Regions from separate parts of the Anser cygnoides genome. Here region 1 is linked to region 2. A link is a contact called in public Hi-C data. All regions are on one chromosome and are shown on one strand. The core of a region is the stretch at or near the end of the contact, and the rest is flanking DNA. Distances in the headings are between cores, read along the strand shown.

Region 1 (5,222 bases), core at 555-3,054, 110 kb after region 2:
TCACACGGCCTTCTTTATTGAAGAACTCCCGGCAATGTTCACAGTCATCCACTTTTTGCTAAAGTAAATACCTGATTGTGAATGCTTGTACTGAAGCACTGACGATATTATCACAGCCTTTTCCTGCCTCTGCTCTGGCAGAGCAGCACAATGTTGAGAGGGACCACTAATGGCCTGCAAACTCTTAACTACAGGGAGCACAGTCAAGTAGGTTGCAGCCATGCCCAGATCTGTGGGCTGTACAAACACTGCTGTATTTTTGGTAAAACTGGCTAAGACAGTGGGCTCTGTAAAAGACAGCCAGAGCAATCTCCTCCAATAAAAAATAAATAAATAAAAAAGACCCCTCAGAACAATTAACATTTATTACTGCCCAGCATGAAAATGTAACCAATATGACATTGGAAAAAGATGACAGCTATCCATCTCTCCTCCAAGATCTCCCCCTCATAATCTTAATTCCAAAACTGTAAGTCAACAATGAATGCTCTTTCAACCATCATTTTAGTAATGACAAATTATATTCTTTCTGTTATGATTTGGCTAAAAGACTTTAACAATGCAGACTGTGGTTCTATCTGGTCTCTTACCCGTATTTTCTCAATTTCAGCTTTATTTGCTGTTTGTTGCTTTTCCAGTCGCTCACTCAGCTGGGAACAAATCTGAAAGCAAAATTATGTTACCAGACCATTTATAAATGTACATTTTCTCCAAGATGAATGCTAAAGCACAGATAAGTGCTACAAGAATGTTAATATGGATTGTTTGAGGGCTCTGAGAAAAATCGGAAAATTGGGATACTACATTAAGCTGTCTCATTCTATACATATTCTCCTATGCCTATAGGAAAAGGTGCAATTTCAACATCAGTTATTGGCCTTTTGTTTGGCCTTGCTAAAGGAATCCAAAAAGATTATGAAAAGCATGGCTCTTCTTATTGTCTTTGGGACAAAAGGCACCAGCCAAGACACCAAAATAGTACCAAAAAAAGTCTAAAAAAAATAAAAAGATGCACGGATTCACTCCCTTGATACCTGATGATCAGGTGCTTGAATTCTAAAGCAAAATTTTTGAAAAGAAAAGACATCTTATTTTCTTCTTAACTGCAATTACCATCAGATTGAAGAAGTGAAGATTGGAGAGCTTTTAGAATAAGCTACAACTTTGATATATGAGAGCCAGCTTGAACAATGTTAGGCTGTCATCGAGGCTGTGGTGACTGGTGATCTACAAATACCTATGTCAGGGGTAAACAGAACGGGCTATCACTATCTCAGCAAAATAAACAAAGCAAGAGCAAGTTTCCTGCTTAAAATAGCTAAAATGTCTCCTCAAATGCATGGTGGAGAAGTCTCCTAAAGTACCTGAGAAAGTCTTGGGATTAGATTGCAAAGCACATAATCATTAAGTTGTTCTTACCTGTTTGTAGTCACCAATAATAGAGCTGTTCTTTTTGATCTCCGACTCTGCTTTATCTAGTTCCCTACGACACATTTCCTTCAGCTGTAGGAAAAAAGGTAAAAGGTTTGTAATATCTGTACAACCTGAAAAAATAAATGGTTGGTATTTCCTCCTCCTCCTTAACCTCAATACTTTTCGCACAGGGCAGTATTCTACAGGGAACAAGGGTCTATCTCACCTACATGGAAACAGGGAAAAGCTGGACTTTGGTGGCTCTCATTGCTAGAAAAATGACTAGTTTAGAGAAGAAAGTATTAAATGTACTGACAGGTGAAGTCCTATGCTGCCTCTCTGTGCAGTAATCTCTGACACAGTCTGCGCCTTCGCAATTTCAAGTTAAAAATTCACTACTCTATGAAGCACCTGACAGGAAAGCAAAGAATTCTGCTTTGCTGACGTCCTTTACACTACAGAAGAGGCACAAACATGACTTCGAACATTACGCTCTTCCCACGCTTGTCACTTTTTTTTTCCCCCTCTCTCTGTACTGCACAGAAATGTGAAAATGACAGAAATGCCCCTAACCTGAGCTGATTCTTCTTCTAGGCGCCTCTTTTCTTCTTCTGCATCAATCAACTTCTGCTTGGTCATTAGCAGTTCCTTATTTAGAGCATCTGCCTTCTCCTCCGCCTGAAACACAGAGAAGTTTACAGCACTAAAGAGAGGATTTCTTGCTGTGCTGATGCTGTGAGGCAGCCATGGGCGGAGGCTCCAATAGGACACAACCAAGAAAACAGTCTTTTAATTCTTATTAATAAAAGTCTGTTCATTGTTACTAATAACAATAGCTGGATTATTGTGGTATTATTTTTATTATAAATAAATAAACATTTAATTGTATTTATTTTTCTGAAAAAGTACCATCTGCAATGGCAAAGCAGCAATAAATTAAAATTAACAGAGTACACCACTATACTCCATCACCCCTAAAGTCTCTCTTGAATTCAGTGATTATTTTTAGCAAAACTGGAGTAGGGCTTGCTCCAAAGAAATCCAATTACAGAATTAAGCTTTGTTTTCTCATCCAAACTGGAAGCTGACCAATACATTTTGAAGACAATGAAAGGTACAAAACAGCTCACGATGCGCAAGATCAATAAACAACTATAATCAGCTTAGACCTAAGTCCAATTTGCAAGCATCCAAACTTGTAATGCAAACAGAATTCATGAAAAATGTCTCTATAACATTAAAAACACACCTCTCTGATGCCTACCAATGGATTTGATACCACCTTTGTGTCACCCAGAAAATGCATGAAAAAATTTAGCTGCCAAAATAAATGTCAGGCTCCTCTCTTTTAAGAAAAGAGATGTCCCACCAGAAAGCATACATTTTTTAACCTTTTTTTTATATTTAGATGTATAGCTGAAAAATCTTTTGCTCTTCATAAGCCGCTCAAAACTACCTCTGCAAAGTAAGACATCTTTTTCCAGTCTTGTACACGGCAGCTCGGTACTTCCCAACAGGTGTACGAATTCTACATAAAAATAGATCAATAACTAAAATGATATATAAAATGTTCAGAGAGTAGCTGTACCATTTCCCTTCAAAGGAAGAAAGTCAGAAAGTGAATTTTAGTCCCTTAAAGTCCTGCTGATCCTTTAAAACAGATGGCAAAGGCAAAGAGAATATCCTTTCATTATACATGGTTTTTAAGGCTGTTTTAAAGTTAAAGAAAACTGGGATGGTGAGAGTCTAGCAACAGCAAAAAAATGAAGCCTATTTTCTGGTCTAGTGCAAAGGTTATTAAGGAAATTCTCATATTCCCAAATGCTTTGCTTTGATCTTTTAGGCTGCAAGATTTCAGACACACCATGAAGGTATTAGAAAAGGTGTATTAAACAATGTCCTTTGGTACTTTTCTTTCACGACATCTGGCTAGTAGAATGAAACTTACCATTTCAGGTTCCAATTTGAAGAATTAATCAGGGTCCTAAAGTAGGATCAAACCTACCTATCTCCTCCTGGGGGATAACCTGAATGCTACCAATCGTTTACCACCTTTGAAGGCATCACTGTTACATATCCACTGGGGTATCTCAAAGATTTTGCTTAATTTTGTTCCTCTCTTAGCTCTCCATTTCAACGAATCAATATAAAAGCGTAACTGGGTTACATGTACTGAAGCAGCCACAAACAACAGCTAAAAACAGATACAAAAAGCTTCTTCAGTACATTTTATTTGCTACAGTCCACCCTCTGAGTGCAACTACCGGGCAGTCTGCGTAGCCTTCTATGAGCTATCTTTAATGAAATAAAAAAGCATAGGTAATAGGAAGTGGACATAGCAATGCTTTGTGAAAACCCTGTATGGAACATACTTCTATGATTTCCACATTTTAACATTATAGAGCAGTAGATGTAATAAACCTGAAAGTCACAAAACAAACCTCATTAAGAGCAACATTCATCCATTAGCATCAACATTTACTATGAATATTTTTCTAACAGCAAGTTTCCAGGAGACCGAGGGAAACCTTAATGTTCTCTGCAGCAGGTAACCTGAAACGCTTTAAAGCCTGTCAACTCTTGCACTATAAGATTTTTGAAAGTTATTTTCCTTTGAGATTTCTGAAATGTACTTATCTCAGTACAGAACGAAAATGCCAAACTCCAAGTACTTGAACTCTTCTCTTCATGCCTCTGAGCAGATAGACCAAACGTGTTCTAGCCTACTACATGCAATACAAATGCCAGTATCTTTCTGCCTCTGCATGTCTTGTAAAAAAGCATAACCTGATAAACTCTCTCCCAGACATGACTATGTAAAGAAGGGAATGGGAGAGCAAGCTTAAAAAAAACAAAACCTACAACAAAGCAAACCTGAAGCTTCCTGAGAGCTCTACTGATACGGGAGACAACCACTGACAGTGAGTTCAACATGGGCAGATTTCAACAAGCCAAACCCAAACCACAGTAGCTTTTTCAGAGTTGCCTGAGGTATCTAAGAGCCAGACAGACTCAGGCTTTCAAGTTTATTAGCTACCTTAGAAAAGCCCATCTCCTGTGAGATCATACACATTAAAATATCAGTTGAGGGAAAACAGAACACATGCTATTATTTTTTGTAGCAATTCAAAGACTTGGCTCCTGCTATACTTTCTTTCAACATACATATAGCAGAAAGTAATTACTCAAGTACAGGTTTAGAACCTGTCTTCTTCCTCAAATTACACTGAATGCTTTTCAGAGCAATCAGTATTTCAGTCAGAGGTCCTGTTTCTTGTGGATATCTGACACAGGTCTATATATCACTGTTCTGCAGTAGGAACATGGAGGAGGAAAGAATCCTATCCCACCCAAATCAATACTATCACATTCTGCAGCGCATCAGATACTCTGTAAACATGCCCCCCCCCCCACCATGTAACATGAAAAACTGCACCTGCTCAGCCTATGGACCTGACAGGACTACAAGTAGCCCAGTAGTCTCAGAAATAAACATAAAGGCAATCCCTAAGCCGGAAGGCAAGACATGAGTGAAGATACATCCCATAAGGCACAAAGAATAATGGATTTATCAGTCCTGTGAACAGAAAATGCAAATCTACAAAGTGTGAAAACATTCTATGATACCTTCAACGAGAGGAGTAACTAGGAATTAGCCCAGTACTTTGTCTCCACTACAGAGCATAAAAAAAGTCTTACATTGTCTAAATCTTTTCGCAGAGCAATCTTGCTGGTCACCAGTTCATGTGCAAGATCATCATTTTCTTGCTCAAGCCTCATGTTTGCTTCTTGCAGACGACGGTTTTCGC
Region 2 (4,817 bases), core at 800-3,299:
CTGCCAGGGGATGTAACCAAGCGCTGACGTGCAGAATCTTTCTGCTCAGAACTTTTTGCCTCACCTGTGTGAATGATGCTGCCAACAACTTGCCTTGTCGAAGCAATACCTGCGAACCCACTGCACGGCTACACTGCAAGGAACACAGCTCTTCCTCCACCAAACACCTTCTCTAAGCTGAACACTGCAATCCTTCACAACTACCCACAGTAATTTCTGGTTCGTGTGTCTACCTGCAGGCCGTGCAGTGTTCGTACAACAGAGGCAGTGTAGTGACCTCCCACACAGAACAAAGTAGAGGCCTTCCCGCAGAGGCTAAGATCTCACGTGCAGCTGCTGCTTTGGGGTCTGTGGCACCTCACACCCCTGACGGAGCCGCTGGCTCCTGAAGACCTGGTACCTGCTAGCTAGATTCAAAGAGCAAAACGGTTTAGCAGAGGCTGAACAAATAAAAAAGCTTGAGAGGAACATTCCTGGTGTGTCTCAGTACATTTCAGACAATGTTAACTGGTAGCACATCTAAGAGGTCTGCTGGGACTTAAGGCTCATTTAGCCCAAGCTACCAAAGCCTGCACAGGTCAAGACATCTGCTTCATTATCCTAAGTAAAATACTTTAATCCGGCGTCTACCTATGAGGATATTAGAATTTAATTTTTCAACATTCATGCTTGCAATTGTATGGGATTTTGCCAACATAAATGGCAGACCACTTCTGTGCTGGGCCCTGGGGCATACAGAAACCAATGCAGGTATTAACCAGCTTAGTCCAATTAAAGGACTTTAATGCAACTCTGTTAAGGCCCTGATTTGTTAGGCTTGACTACATTTCCAAAGAAAGAGCACAATTGGGTGGATTTGTTATCTAAAGAATAAGCTCCAAGTCCTTAGTCATCCTTGCTAAAGCCTTCCCCACACTGGCCATGGTTCGTGCTACCTCTGCGCTGCTGCAGCCCAACGTCAGTATAATCTGCTCTTTACCATAGTATTAAAATTAGAGCCAAAGGACACAGCTGCTTTCGTCTGTGTAACACTCATTACGAGAGACTTAAGGACAGCGTAACAGCAAGGCTTCTATTCTCAGCAAGCAGGCAGGAAACTTTGCAAGCCGGAAATGCATGCCAGGAAAATGGGGCAGCAGCAGGCGAGCTGGATTAGGGGAAAAGGGAGAGAGAAGGTCTGGGGTACCCTGCAGAACCTTTCTGTTTTCTATGTTACCTCCTTTTTTGCACACTTTTCACAAAACAATCCTACACATTTTTCTACAAACAGTTCACAACGAATCGCACAGCAAAGTACCTGAACAAAACAGTCTGTGCTTTCCACACAAAGAACTATGCATGGTGGCATGGTTGCACTATTTTTCCTCACACTGGGCTTAAATAGTGCTAACATTACAGACTGGATACTAGAGATTACACGTGTGAGGTGACAGTCAGTACCACAGACAGAAGCTGGTAAAAATAGGGTGATTCCCGCCTCCTGTCTATGCACATAGGGTACTCACTACAAGCCTCACCTTCCCTCCCTGCAGTTCTGGAACCTCACCACCAAACAAATATTCTAGTTTTCTGAACTGAGCGATGCAATCTAACGGGACCAAAATCTTCTGATTTTTTTTCATCAGCTTCCGCCGAGTGTTATTAGGCACAACCCTCAGTGACTGCAGGCCTGGTACAAGCGAAGTTATGCTAGTTAAACAAATTTCCAGTTCCATTCAAAACAATCGTTGGAAAAATCACTGCTTTGGTACACTTCTGCTCTCAATCACAGCCAAAAAGTGCCAGATATATTCAAAAAGACTTAAAGTTCTGGACTTTCAAGCCTACAGACCCACAGACCAATTCTGCAAACAGAAGGGTTCAAAGACAGTTCGGTGATGTAATGCTTGAGGGTTCTCTGGGGCCCAATCTCTCAAAATTTGCTCTTTCTTGCAAATAACAATTACCCTTAAAATCCATGTCACTACTTTTCCATTTGGCCACTAGATGTCCCTTCTGCACTGCATGAATTCAAGCAAAGGCCACTATGTGAGAACAGGAGTTGAGAAGAAATTCCTGCACCACCAGCGCTGTCAACCCAGTGCCACCAGCCACAGCCACCAGCCCCGTGCCAAGCAGCACACCGACCGCTCTGCCACCCACCGCAACACCCACACGCCAGATGAGCCAAGTTTTGTCTGCAAATCAAAACCTCGAAGTTGCTACTAAAAATTGGGAACAATCACACAAAATTTACACTCTCAAGATATGGAAATATAGAAATATGGTCAGAGTTTCTGACCCGGTCTCCCTTTCCTGGCACACAATAATTGATTTCAGATAAAATTGCAGTGTTAAGGCAGAGGAGCAGGCCTGTAAAACAAAGGCAGAACAAACACTTATGGGAATTTCATCGGAAATATCTGTGTGAGTTAAGACTGAATATAGCAAACAATTACACGCACGTGTGCGGTCTGCCTCCTCCCGTACGTGCAGCCCTGAAAGCCTGGCCAGCAGGCGCCATCCTGTGGCAACACACTCTCAGTCCTGCGATGCACCAGAGACCTGGCTCAAACACACAAAGGACCCGTCAGTCATACAGCACAGAGAAGGAAGAAAGCCTCTGAAATCCTGCTTTAACTGAGAAACTGGGACAACACCAGGTCCTCTTAAGAAAAGTGACATCTTAAGCATAAGTTCTTCTAATCAGGATTACCACCCAGTTCTGGGAAGACTCCCGTTTGTCTGCAGGCTACGGAAGGTCTGAGGTTAGGGTTTGAGGGGACAAAATGGAAGCAGACTTCCTGAAGCCTGGAATCAACTCCTCTGCCTTGCGATATCAGCCGCCTGTGCAGAGATCCCCATTACATGTTTCATTTCAGAAAAGAACAAATTGGAAGAACTGGAACAAGGATATCTAGCACACACACAATACTTTATAGCTTCCTCTCCAGCGCGCGAGGCCATTCACATTACATGCAGCCTCGGCCATCGTAAAGACGGAGCCAAGCTTCTGCCAAGTTATCTCCACGAGAAGTTACAGAAGTCAGGCTCTAGCCATGTACGTCTCCTTTGATCTATGTGAGACTCTGCTGGAGTGCTACAGGTCAAGTTGAAGCCCCTTTGATCCTCTTCCACTGCTTACAGCTGCATCAGTGGAGGCGAACCCCTTCCAGGAGGCCTCTCTTGGCAGACGGGGAGATGAGGACGCTGAGCAGCTAAGAGGAAGCAGCTAACTGACTGAGACGGCTCTCAGGCAAGATATTCTGTAAGTAAAGTGCTAGAGCTGGAAGAAGCATGTGTCCAATATGTTGCCTGGATCCAAGAGGGTTTTGAAGTTGAGTATTACCAGGACTTTTTGCTGCCGTTTTTGTCAAAATGATCCAACATGTTTGTAAATGAAATGTCTCTCTTTTTTATCACGACTAGCACTGCCCAGAGAGAGCCTTTCGGGCCACGAGAGGGCAGTGCTGGGCAGTGTTCCGATCTGCCAGCCAAAAACCACCTTGGGGAGGCACCCTTCTGAATCAGTTTGTTGCAACTGTCTGCATTGCTGGCAACCCCGGAGTCCCAGCGCTCCCTAGGGGGCTCAGCAGGCTCCAGGGGAAGAGTTAAAGGCTCAGCCAGAAGCAGCGCAACCTGCAATCAGAGCCAAAGGAAAGGAGTAAGTAATCCCTGCAGCAGAGTCTGGGGGAAAGGAACCTTTTAATGCAAAATTTAGCACTTTGTGGAGGTCAAAGCAGGGGGTGGAGAAAAGGGAACTTTGGGAAAGCTCCCAGCTGGGCCTGAAAAACAACTGCATCTAGCTGCTCTGTGTGAGCATGCAGAGGTAGTGTGCTCTGAGGCAGCCTGGCCTCAAAGGCCTGTTGCACTGTATTTGACAAGTGTGCCACGGAAATTACACCTCTGAAAGCTGCATAAATCAGCAAGCACTGCCTCATTTTCCTTCCAGATGCAATCTCTGTGATCTCTTGCAGCCTTCATGCACACATTATGCTCTGTAACTGGGACTCCACAAAATGTGCATTCTTACCACAGTCGGTAGCAAGGAGCAGAATGGATGCAGACCACACATGTGCCAAATGTTGAGGAGTGAGTAATTTTCTCCAGGACGACAAAGATGTGGGGCTCTCTTTTGCACATTTGCATCTCAATAAACACTCCATTCAATATTCTCACTACCTCCTATTCTAATCCAGGTAACTAAACAGACATGTCTGTCACCATGAAGACAAGGGACAACTCTACTGAGAGCCATTTTCCACTCACAAGCTGGGGACGTTGCCCAGCTCTCTCAGTATCTCAGGCCTGCACACTCATGACTTTCTAGGCCATCAATATCATTATAACCACTGACTGAGCCACAGCGAGACAGAGCAGCAAACATCTCCTAAGTTACCTTCTATTTTAAGAACAGTTCACTAACTGGAGCTCCCACTTGAGTCAATTGTTTCTTCTTCTGAGATGTCCCAGAATAATGGCCTTACCTATACGGGGTGTGCAACAGCTGCTGGATCCACTATCGCTTGGATAAGAGGGTCTGGAAGTCTTCCAAAGATTACTGCAGCATGCACTGGCATGTGGGCAGAGACATTTCATTTTGCTGAGATGCCATACCCTGTGATTTCCATCACCATCCATTTGTCAGATTGCTTAACAAATTTGAAGAATGACAAATACAGAGCTTTACACAACTGTTAACATGACAGCATTCAAGTGTGTTTTCATGATCCTCAAATGGTGCTGCATCCCAGTATCAATAACACTAATTTATTTTGTAATTAGAACCTGAAGAATTATCTTGTCATCACAGTGGCAACGACGCTTCCAGACCTCCT

The links. A called contact is a pair of places that touch in the nucleus more often than the background predicts.
Region 1: a Hi-C map of fetal liver shows a contact between it and region 2, with 1.8 times the contacts expected there. The contact joins two enhancer-like sites. A contact is called at or near these places in 4 of 7 Hi-C or Micro-C datasets (fetal liver, granulosa cells and liver).

Annotation. Positions count from the first base shown.
Region 1 is chr20:2,004,332-2,009,553 of Taihu_goose_T2T_genome, forward strand. It overlaps RABGAP1 (RAB GTPase activating protein 1), which reads right to left. Exons shown (of 27, transcript XM_048052158.2): 22 at 5,113-5,222; 23 at 1,987-2,091; 24 at 1,420-1,503; 25 at 591-662; 26 at 1-58. Among named protein-coding and RNA genes, the nearest start is that of GPR21, 30 kb to the right of the region's middle. Within about 2 kb of position 1,805, at least 1 of the 3 cell types and tissues checked has open chromatin away from gene starts, as enhancers often do. A contact at or near this core is called in fetal liver, where this site is marked.
Region 2 is chr20:1,894,247-1,899,063 of Taihu_goose_T2T_genome, forward strand. All of the region lies in intron 2 of CRB2 (crumbs cell polarity complex component 2), which reads right to left. Among named protein-coding and RNA genes, the nearest start is that of STRBP, 24 kb to the right of the region's middle. Within about 2 kb of position 2,050, at least 1 of the 3 cell types and tissues checked has open chromatin away from gene starts, as enhancers often do. A contact at or near this core is called in fetal liver, where this site is marked.